Linked DNA regions of Mus musculus: region 2 is linked to region 1. Evidence: chromatin contacts called from public Micro-C data. All regions are on one chromosome and are shown on one strand. The core of a region is the stretch at or near the end of the contact, and the rest is flanking DNA. Distances in the headings are between cores, read along the strand shown. Region 1 overlaps Arhgap32 (Rho GTPase activating protein 32). Region 2 overlaps Arhgap32 (Rho GTPase activating protein 32).

Region 1 (5,210 bases), core at 856-3,355:
TTGGTTTCAAATTGGTTTATACATGTCAGCCCCCACTGTTCAGCAGCTTCCATGGGCTGACTCTGTGGAAGCTCTTCCTAGGTAGTTGCCTTCCACGGTTAGAAACTCCATTGGCTTTTGGAGCTTAGGCTCAGTTTTTCTTTTTTTCTCCCTCCCTCCCTCCCTCCCTCCGTCTTTCTTTCTTTCTTTCTTTCTTTCTTTCTTTCTTTCTTTCTTTCTTTCTTTCTTTCTTTCTTTCTTTCTTTCTTTCTTTCCCTCTTTCTTTCTTTCTTTCTTTCTTTCTTTCTTTCTTTCTTTCTTTCCACAACAGGGTTTCTCTATGTAGCCCTGGCTGTCCTGGAACTCACTTTGTAGACCAGGCTGGCCTCGAACTCAGAAATCTACCTGCCTCTGCCTCCCGAGGTCTGGGATTAAAGGCGTGCATGTGCCTCCGCCACCTGACAGGCTCAATTTGTCTAAAGAATGGCATTTTCACAGTTAGTACCTTTGGTGAGTGGGATCTTGCCCTCAGGGTAGTTTGCTACTGTATATCCGGAGCAGGAAGTTTCTCTTTAAAGGGTGCTAATTCCTTATCAGTTATAGACCTTCATCATTCATACTCCCATGGCTCAAGCTTTAAGCTTGCTCACACAGCCTGCCTTGGGAAACCACCTCTTGTAATGTCTTTGTTCTCTACTTGTTACTGCCTGACACTGTAGATCTGAATGAGATCCGTGAGCAAGAATCACAATGTAGCCTTACAGTTGGCTTGCCGTCATATTTCCTCGGCCCATGGAAGAGACTGTTGCTTTTGAAGTCAGCCCTGGGCTTTTGAGAGGCAGAACACAGCTGGACTCTATGCAGGAATATCATCCAAATGGCTTCGAGGCCAGTTCTCACAGGCTCGCTGAAACCTTGGGCTGGGCTTTCAGTTTACAAACAACAGCACCACACACACACACTCACACACACACACACACACTCACACACACGGAGAAAGGAACTATTGTGGCTTACATTTACAGAGAGATTTTGTTCATCGTGGCGGGAAGTGTAAGGCATCAGAAAGGAAAGCAGGGAGCCAGCAACAGCAGCTTGTTCCTCCACATTGCCTTTGAACTCAGGAAGAGGAGGGTGGGCAGGCATAAAGACTTGGTTCTGTGTCATGGTTCCTGCTCAGATTGTCATGTCACACTGTGGCGTAGGATCACAGGAATTAGTCCACTCCTGTGCAGCTATATGCATGGAGATTACAGCCAAAGGCAGTAAAGGGAAGCAAGGGAAAATTTGGCAGAAAAGCCACAGATGTGTCTTTTAATAAACACATTTTGTATTTTCAGTACAAAGGTACAAAACGAAAGTCCTGAAATTAGAAGCTGTAGAATACGGCCTCATACGATGAGGTATTAAAAGCTAAAATCCCCACATTAGGCAGTAGCTGAATTCCTCTGTGAAAAGTGCCATCATTTCAGAGGTAATCTTCCATACCCTCAGTGATGAGGTCTCTAGAGCTATTATTATTATTATTATTATTATTATTATTATTATTTGGTGTTGGCGATGGGGGGTCTCACTTTACAGTTCTGGTTAAACTGGGATCCTCCTGCCCTTGCCTCCTGACTGTTGGGATTAAAGGTGTTTGCCACTATCTCTACCTGATGTAATTATTAAGTGCCTAAGGATCTCTAGGTTTCTTTTTTTCCCTCTTAGAAAAAAACCAATCTATATGAGACTTTGTAAAGCAAAGAGTTGCTCTTCCCTCTGGTTATGGTGAGTCTCTCTTTTTCAGTCGGTTACTCAGATGCTTACAGCTTACCTGTCACGCCTTTCAACTATCGCTGGCAACAAGATCAACTGTGGGCCTGCCCTTACCTGGATGGAGGTATCTGTCTGATCAGCTCTGATGAAATCTTATTCTAAAATTATTTGCTTAAGGCATTTATTAGTAATTTGATTATAGATGAGTTTCACAAATAAAGAAACAAAGAATGTACTCATAATCCAGGAGGATTGGTAACTGATATTTTTAATTTTAACCTGAATGCGTATGGGTGTTTTACCTCCATGAATGTCTGTGTGCTCTTTATGTGCCTGCTGCCCCAAATGGCCACAAGAGGGCTTCAGATGCCCTGGACCTGAAGTTATACATGGTATGAGCCACCCTGTGGCTCTGGGAATCAGTTCTTCTAAGAGCAGCCACTGCTCTTAAATGCTGAGTCATCTCTCCAGAGTGACTGGATTTTTGGATAGAAAATCTTTCTCTTTATTTTTCAAAAAAATAATTTTATCATCTCTATAAATCTGGAGATTGTTAGACATTGTTATACCTATTGTTATACATATACAGCGTAAGCTACTTGTTTTTTCATTTGCTTAATAATTGAAAATATTTTTTAGTAATTTATGAGCCAATAAACCACCCTTTTAAAGGTACCAATTTGAGAATGCCTCAGGATATTTATTGTTAATTTGTGTATGTTAACTTGTGTATGTTAATTTGGGGATGTAAAGAATTATATATATTCTTTTCTCCCAGTAAAAGTTGAGACACTGCCAAGAGGGTAAGAGGAGCCAGGTCTACTTGCACTAAGACCATGACTTTGCCATTATTGCTTGAGTGATCTTAGTAAAGTAATTTAATTTCTCTAAAATTACATAACTTTCTCCAGGTTGTCTTCTTTACCTTTAGGTAAAGGTAATGATAGCACATTTTGGGATTATGAGAGTTAAATTAAGTCGTATACATTATATGCACAGCATACTTACTGCCCTATATTAGCTACCTAATAAGTGATAGGGTTTTAAAGGGTTTTGCTACATTTTGGGGGTGGGGCATGTTAGAGCCCATGTGGATGTTAGAAGACAACTTTTAGCAGTTGCTTCTCTCCTTTAACTAGGTGGGTCCAAAGGGATCCGGCTTACCTCATCAGGCTTGTTGCATTTGTTTACCTGCTGAGCTGTCTTGCTGTTCCCAAAAATGACAGTTTATTTTAAAAGACTTTTGGGGCTTACCACCTGTCTAAATTGAGTTTTTATTTGTGGATAGACAGATCCGTGTCTTTGGACACTCCATGGTGCTTGATTTTTATTGTAGATCGACAATAAGGGAAACCATCTTCTAGTTCACGAGGAGTCGTCCATCAACACTCCTGCTGTCGGTGCTGCCCATGTTATCAAGCGCTACACCGCTCGGGCCCCTGATGAACTGACATTAGAGGTAAGCAGTTAGGCAGGCCTCACTGTTCTCTGGCCCTGCTACCTGTATAACCTGTCTCTAGCTGTTTTAAGAATTTATGTATTTAAAAAATAAATACAAGAGAGAGTAATGGAGGATGATTATGATCAGAGGGCACGGTATACATGCATGAAAATACAATGAAACCCAACAGTTTGTGCAGCCAGCACATGCTAATAAAAACTGAAAGACGAAGTAGAATGTTTAGATCAAAGTGTTTATCATGGGGATGGATGCAGAGTTTGAGCCTGCTGAGGGCTGAGGCATGTCTCTGATTTTCATGTTTATTCTCTGCATTTGTGAATGTTCTCGGTACAGTAAGTAACCAGTAAATGTGTGTTGACTGAGCAAATAAAAGAACAACAGTGCAACAGTTTTACGACGTCAAATGAGGACTGTTCTCAAACCAATTAGTGAAATGAGTGTAAGCATAAAACGACAGATGTCTGTACATGGACTGTAGTAGTAATAGTAATAGTAGCTGTAGCAGTAGCAATAGTAGTGCCCCCTCAGACACAGTCCCATCATTACAGCCATTGGCATTTTCCTTTCTTTCTTTTGATTCTTACTATGGAATTTTTTTGTACTGAAAAGTTACAATTTGTCATTAAATAAATCTCTGTTAAGACATTAATTTTAATGTCAGGCATTGTGGCTCATGCTTTTGGTCCCAGCAGTTGGGAGACAGACAGGCAGGTCTCTGAGTTTGAGGCCAGCATATCTATGTAGTGAATTCCAGGACATTTAGGACTACTTAGTCATACCTTCTACACTGATAGATAGATAGATAGATAGATAGATAGATAGATAGATAGAAAGAAATTCATGTTGAAATGCTTCATTATAAAGTATCAAATTATTAAACATTTAAAAACAGAGGAAAATAAAAAACCATAGTTTCATCATTTCAGTACTTAATAATTTCTTTTTAAGTTTAATTCTTTTTAAATATTTTTATTTATTTTAAAGACTCTGAGAATTTCACACATGTCTACAGAGATACTAATCCTATCCATTTCTTCCCTTTGCCTCCTCTGCAGTCCTCCCCAACACTCCTCCTCAGTGATGCCATGTTCTCTTTCGTAGAACCCGGTTAGGTCCAATTACTGCTGGCCATATGTGCATTTTCTTTGAGTAAAGAATATAGGTTCTGTTAGATATATAATAGAAAAGTCTGTGTTTATGATTTGTTCGTTTGTACAAACCTACACAATTGCCTTTTACAATGAAGAGCCTACTCTTTTAGTGGAGTGTAAGTGTCATCTGCTGATGCAGGGTCATCAGGCTTTAAGTCACTATGCGCTCATCTCCAGCTTCTTCCACTGTGATGGAATCAGGTATATTAATTAGGTGCTCCATGTTGTGTTTGTATGTGCATGATAATCAGTATTAATAGATTTACTATTGTAAGTATGTGCATTTAATGCTGTCTTTTTGAGATAACTTTCATCTTTGATTATGGCAGCAAAAGCAACATTCAAAAGTTCCTTAAAGGGATGTCTTAGTAAAATGAAAGTACTGTTGACTCAGAAATTCACTGATCTACGTAATGCAAGCACCCTGGCTTTGCCATCCATCTAGGATTAGAGTGTATGTTGTTTGCCACACGATTTCATAGCTGTCAGTTTCCACCAGCATTACAAAAGGACACCGCACAAAGCTTACACTGATTACCTGTTCTTTGCACCATAGTAAAATAAAACCATCATGAATTGGAGAATGTGTTCTGCCAGAAGTGATGGTGATGCAGTGATACCTGGCTGAGAAATGATGCAGTACTTACAAATACTTGTTACTATTGCAAGGACCCAGATTCAGGTCCTAGAGCCTATGTGATGGTTCACAGCCATCGATAATTCCCGTTCCAGAGGACTTGTTGTCCTCTTCTGACCTCTGCAGGTACCAGATGCACACAAAGTTTGCATATAAACATACAAGTGTTTCCTCATATGCTGACGAATAAGTATGTCTTTAAAAACATATTGTGTTAAAATCT
Region 2 (5,210 bases), core at 1,515-4,014, 71 kb after region 1:
CAACGAGAGTGAAGAGGAAGTGGGGCTGCTCCACATTCCAGCTCTTGTGTCTCCTCATTCGGCTGAGGATGTTGACTTGAGTCCACCAGACATCGGAGTGGCCAGTCTGGACTTTGATCCCATGTCATTTCAATGTAGTCCTCCAAAAGCTGAGTCAGAGTGTCTGGAGAGTGGTGCTTCCTTTCTGGATTCATTAGGTTATACCAGGGATAAACTGAGTCCCAGTAAGAAGGATGCAGAAGCAGGTGGTAGCCAGTCACAGACTCCAGGAAGCACCGCAAGTTCCGAACCTGTATCTCCAGTCCAGGAGAAACTGAGTCCGTTTTTCACCCTGGACTTGAGCCCCACTGACGACAAGTCTTCTAAGCCATCTTCATTTACAGAAAAGGTTGTTTATGCTTTCTCTCCGAAGATTGGGCGGAAGCTAAGCAAATCTCCTTCCATGAACATATCTGAGCCTATTTCAGTGACTCTCCCACCTCGGGTATCAGAAGTCATCGGTACGGTCTCCAATACTGTAGCTCAGAATGCATCACCTACATCTTGGGACAAAAGTGTGGAAGAAAGAGATGTCATAAATAGATCCCCCACCCAGCTGCAGCTAGGAAAGATGAAAGCAGGTGAGAGAGAGGCACAGGAGACCTGTGAACCAGAAGCACAGCCCCTGGAACAGGGGGCAGCTGAAGAAGTAGAGTTGCCAGGGACAGAGGAGCGGCCTGTCCTGAGCAGTCAGAGCAAGGCTGTACCGTCTGGACAGAGTCAGACAGGTACTGTTTGTTCTCCTCCGTTCCTTCTCTAAGCTAAAAGGGGTCTTCCGTCCTGTGTGCCATCTGTGCCTTTTAAGAGAGCCTTCTCCACAGCTAGGCTAGAATCAAAGAATGTTTTTCTGAATGGTGCTGAGGGCTCAAAGCCCTAAACTAAAATGAAGCAAACAAAACTCCCCAAAGGGCCCATGGTCCTGCTGCGAGCCTTCACAAAGGACCCCTTAAGTCTCTGGACAGTCAGGATTCATGGATAATTTTTGCACAACTGTGTAGCTCTTGATTCTGTTTTCTCTTCTAATGCATATTCTATTCTAGCCTTACAAGTTGACAAGCCAGTGTAGCAGTACCATCACAGTCTGAGCACTGGAAGCTTGTGCTCTAAGTGACCTTTTCTAAGTCAGTGGAGGCCTGCTTCCCTCCACCCTCTGTAGCAGTTCAAGAGGACTGGCAGCCTTTAACACTGTGGTAGTTTCCCTTTCAACCAGATGTGGTTTCAGCAGCATTTGCATGTGGGATAGAAGATCATGGATTGCAATTTTGAAATATGGAAGGCATATTTTTATGTTTTTAGTGATCACATGGGGAGTGTTTGGCTTTCCGTATAGGGTAACATAAGCTACCTTTTCATTCTAATTTTTTTTCCCAATTTCCCACTAGGAGCAGTTACCCATGACCCCCCTCAGGATCCCGTTCCTGTCAGTTCAGTCTCTCTTATCCCACCACCACCGCCTCCGAAAAATGTCGCCCGAATGTTGGCACTAGCGTTAGCTGAGTCTGCACAGCAAGCCTCAAGTCAGACACTGAAGAGACCAGGGGCTTCCCAGGCTGGGTGCACTAGTTATGGAGACACGGCAGTCGTTCCATCTGAAGAGAAGCTGCCTAGTTCCTACTCTAGCCTTACTCTAGATAAAACCTGTTTCCAAACGGACCGGCCAGCAGAGCAGTTCCACCCGCAGATCAATGGACTCGGAAACTGTAACCAGCCTCTCCCTGAGGCAGCAGCTATGGGAGGTCCCACCCAGTCCAACACAACTGACTCTGGGGAGCAACTCCACCAAGTAGACTTAATAGGGAATTCGCTACATCGAAACCATATATCTGGGGATCCAGAAAAGGCTAGAAGCACTTCAGCTCCCTTAACAGACTCAGAGAAGTCTGATGATCATGGAAGTTTCCCTGAAGACCACGCTGGGAAGAGCAGCGTGTCCACTGTCTCCTTTTTGGAGCAGGACCAGTCTCCACTCCATTTCTCCTGTGGAGATCAGCCCCTCTCTTACCTTGGTACCAGTGTGGATAAACCCCACCATTCCTCAGAACTTACAGACAAATCTCCCATGCCTTCTACTTTGCCTAGGGACAAAGCCCACCACCCTCTCTCTGGGTCCCCTGAAGAGAATTCCAGCACAGCCACCATGGCTTACATGATGGCAACTCCAGCAAGAGCGGAACCGAGCAACAGCGAGGCCAGCAGGGTCCTGGCTGAGCAGCCCTCGGCTGCTGATTTTGTGGCTGCCACCCTTCAGCGCACGCACAGAACTAATCGGCCCCTCCCTCCACCTCCTTCCCAGAGGCCTGCAGAGCAGCCACCAGTTGTGGGGCAGGTACAAGAAGCACCAAGTATAGGATTAAATAATTCCCACAAGGTAAGCTAGAGAGGAAGTCAGTGAAGTAGTATACTTTTCCCAAGGTATGCCATTCGGTAGGATGTATTATCTTTTAGTCAGATGCGTGTCAGTCAGGTGGCAGATTTCCATGGAATCTGCCATTTGAAGCAGGCGGTCTCTGCCTGTGCCTGGCTATTGGCTTTGTGTAATGACAGAGCAGCCCCTGGTGACTGCAGCTTAACTATCCTTGCTGCTTCTCCTTCCTTCCTGAAGCACTGAGCTCTTTCACGGGGACACACTGACAGAATGAGGCAGAGGGAGCCCAGGGCTGCAGTAGTGATTGTCTTTTCCAGCTGCCTCACTGTTCAGGTGACTGAGAGTGAGTCATGTGACCACCTTGTGACTACCCAACCCTTGATGTCTGTATTGAAGGTACTTCATCTCCAGGGCTTTCAGAGGTCTAAGGAGTGATGATATCTGGAGTTCTTGTTATTTCCCTGCTGTGAGCAGCTGTGTTGCATAGTTCAAATGCCTGCGTTGGGGGGGTGGGAGTGCTAGATACAGAGTGCCAAAGAGTTTTCCTAATTCCTACAGGTTTTGTGGTAACCTTAACCAAAAGGAGTTAAAATTCTGGCCCTTCCTGGAGGGTACTAGCTGTAGAACTTACCTCTCAGGGACAACATATTTTATCTGTGGGCCCACTGACAGGATGGACAAAACGCAGAGGCAGTAAGCCCTCACATGCTGCCACTGCAGACAAGTCACTTTGAAACTCTTCCCTGTATCTGGAAGTTTAAAACTGCTTGCTACATGGAACTGAGTCACTCTGAAACTCCTGCCAGCTGATAAAATCAGCTGCTTTCATTAAATAAAATCTTCTTGGTGCTGAGACCAATAGGTAGGATGTTTATTTTTTTTAGGCCCAGCACTGGTTTTTTTGCCTAATCCTGTCATTGGTTCTGCACATTAAGATACCATTGTAGGCAGTCTCTCTTCACATTTCAACCCTAGCAGGAGTTAGCAAACACTACACATGTCTCCATAGGTAATAGCGTACTGTGTAGACACACACATACTCTTTTTTGGGGGGCTATGGGTCAGGTTCAGTGTAACTGAAGAGCTTGGACAAAGTTTGAGCTGTCACCCAAATAGCCTGGGTTTGCCCCTTATAAATGTATTAGCATTTAGCTTTGAGGGGTTGGTGTTAAACAACAGACTCTTAACATCGCTGTCTTCCCACAGGTCCAGGGAACGGCTCCAGCTCCCGAGAGGCCACCTGAGTCTCGGGCCATGGGTGACCCCGCACCCATCTTCCTCAGTGATGGCACTGCTGCTGCCCAGTGTCCCATGGGCGCCTCTGCTCCTCAGCCTGGACTGCCTGAGAAGGTTCGGGAAAGCAGCAGGGCTCCACCACTCCACTTACGTGCTGAGTCTTTTCCTGGCCATTCCTGTGGCTTTGCTGCCCCAGTTCCCCCAACACGGACAATGGAGAGCAAGATGGCTGCTGCCTTGCACTCCAGCGCTGCAGATGCCACCAGCAGTTCAAATTACCACTCCTTTGTCCCTTCGTCAGCCTCAGTGGATGATGTGATGCCCGTGCCACTCCCCGTCTCACAGCCTAAGCATGCTTCTCAGAAGATAGCCTATTCCTCCTTTGCTAGGCCTGATGTCACCGCAGAGCCCTTTGGTCCAGAAAACTGTTTGCATTTCAATATGACTCCAAACTGCCAGTTTCGCCCCCAGAGTGTTCCTCCACACCACAATAAGTTGGAGCCACATCAGGTATATGGTGCCCGGTCAGAGCCACCAGCCTCCATGGGTCCTCGTTATAACACCTATGTGGCGCCGGGAAGAAACATGTCTGGACACCACTCCAAGCCGTGTAGTCGGGTTGAGTATGTCTCTTCTCTGGGCTCCTCGGTTAGGAATCCTTGTTGCCCTGAAGACATTCTACCTTACCCTACCATCCGGAGGGTACAGTCCCTCCATGCACCCCCACCTTCCATGATCCGCTCTGTTCCCATTTCACGGACAGAAGTTCCCCCAGATGATGAACCAGCCTACTGCCCAAGACCAGTCTACCAGTATAAGCCATACCAGTCCTCCCAGGCCCGCTCAGACTATCACGTAACTCAGCTTCAGCCTTACTTTGAGAATGGACGGGTCCATTATCGCTATAGTCCGTACTCCAGCTCCTCCAGCTCCTATTACAGTCCTGAGGGGGCCTTGTGTGATGTCGATGCCTATGGCACAGTCCAGCTGCGGCCCCTCCACCGCCTGTCCAGTCGGGACTTTGCTTTCTACAATCCAAGGCTACAAGGAAAGAACGTGTACAACTATGCTGGTTTGCCTCCACGCCCACGGGCCAATGCAACTGGCTATTTCTCTGGTAATGACCATAATGTAGTCACTATGCCCCCCACTGCTGACGGAAAGCACACCTACACCTCATGGGACCTTGAGGACATGGAAAAATACCGCATGCAGTCCATCCGCCGAGAGAGCCGAGCACGGCAGAAGGTAAAAGGGCCTATCATGTCGCAGTATGACAACATGACACCAGCTGTGCAAGAAGACTTGGGAGGGATCTATGTCATCCATCTGCGCAGCAAATCAGATCCTGGGAAAACTGGACTTCTCTCTGTGGCAGAGGGGAAAGAGGGACGGCACCCAGCCAAGGCTGTCAGTCCTGAGGGGGACGAGCGTTTCTACAGGAAGCACCCAGAGTCCGAATTTGACAGAGCCCACCATCATGGAGGGTATGGCAGCACACAGGCAGAAAAGCCATCCCTCCCGCAGAAGCAAAGCAGCCTTAGGAACAGAAAGCTTCACGATATGGGTT

What was found. A called contact is a pair of places that touch in the nucleus more often than the background predicts.
Region 2: a contact with region 1 is called in a Micro-C map of embryonic stem cells, with 2.3 times the contacts expected there. The contact joins two enhancer-like sites. A contact is called at or near these places in 9 of 484 Hi-C or Micro-C datasets (the Patski cell line, cortical neurons, differentiating embryonic stem cells and 5 more).

Annotation. Positions count from the first base shown.
Region 1 is chr9:32,184,561-32,189,770 of GRCm38.p6, forward strand. Arhgap32 (Rho GTPase activating protein 32) reads left to right here. Exons shown (of 23, transcript NM_001370958.1): 8 at 1,769-1,861; 9 at 3,074-3,196. Among named protein-coding and RNA genes, the nearest start is that of Arhgap32, 150 kb to the left of the region's middle. Within about 2 kb of position 2,106, at least 17 of the 459 cell types and tissues checked have an H3K27ac peak or open chromatin away from gene starts, as enhancers often do. A contact at or near this core is called in embryonic stem cells, where this site is marked.
Region 2 is chr9:32,255,292-32,260,501 of GRCm38.p6, forward strand. It overlaps Arhgap32 (Rho GTPase activating protein 32), which reads left to right. Exons shown (of 23, transcript NM_001370958.1): 21 at 1-767; 22 at 1,422-2,407; 23 at 3,611-5,210. Among named protein-coding and RNA genes, the nearest start is that of Kcnj5, 86 kb to the right of the region's middle. Within about 2 kb of position 2,765, at least 17 of the 459 cell types and tissues checked have an H3K27ac peak or open chromatin away from gene starts, as enhancers often do. A contact at or near this core is called in embryonic stem cells, where this site is marked.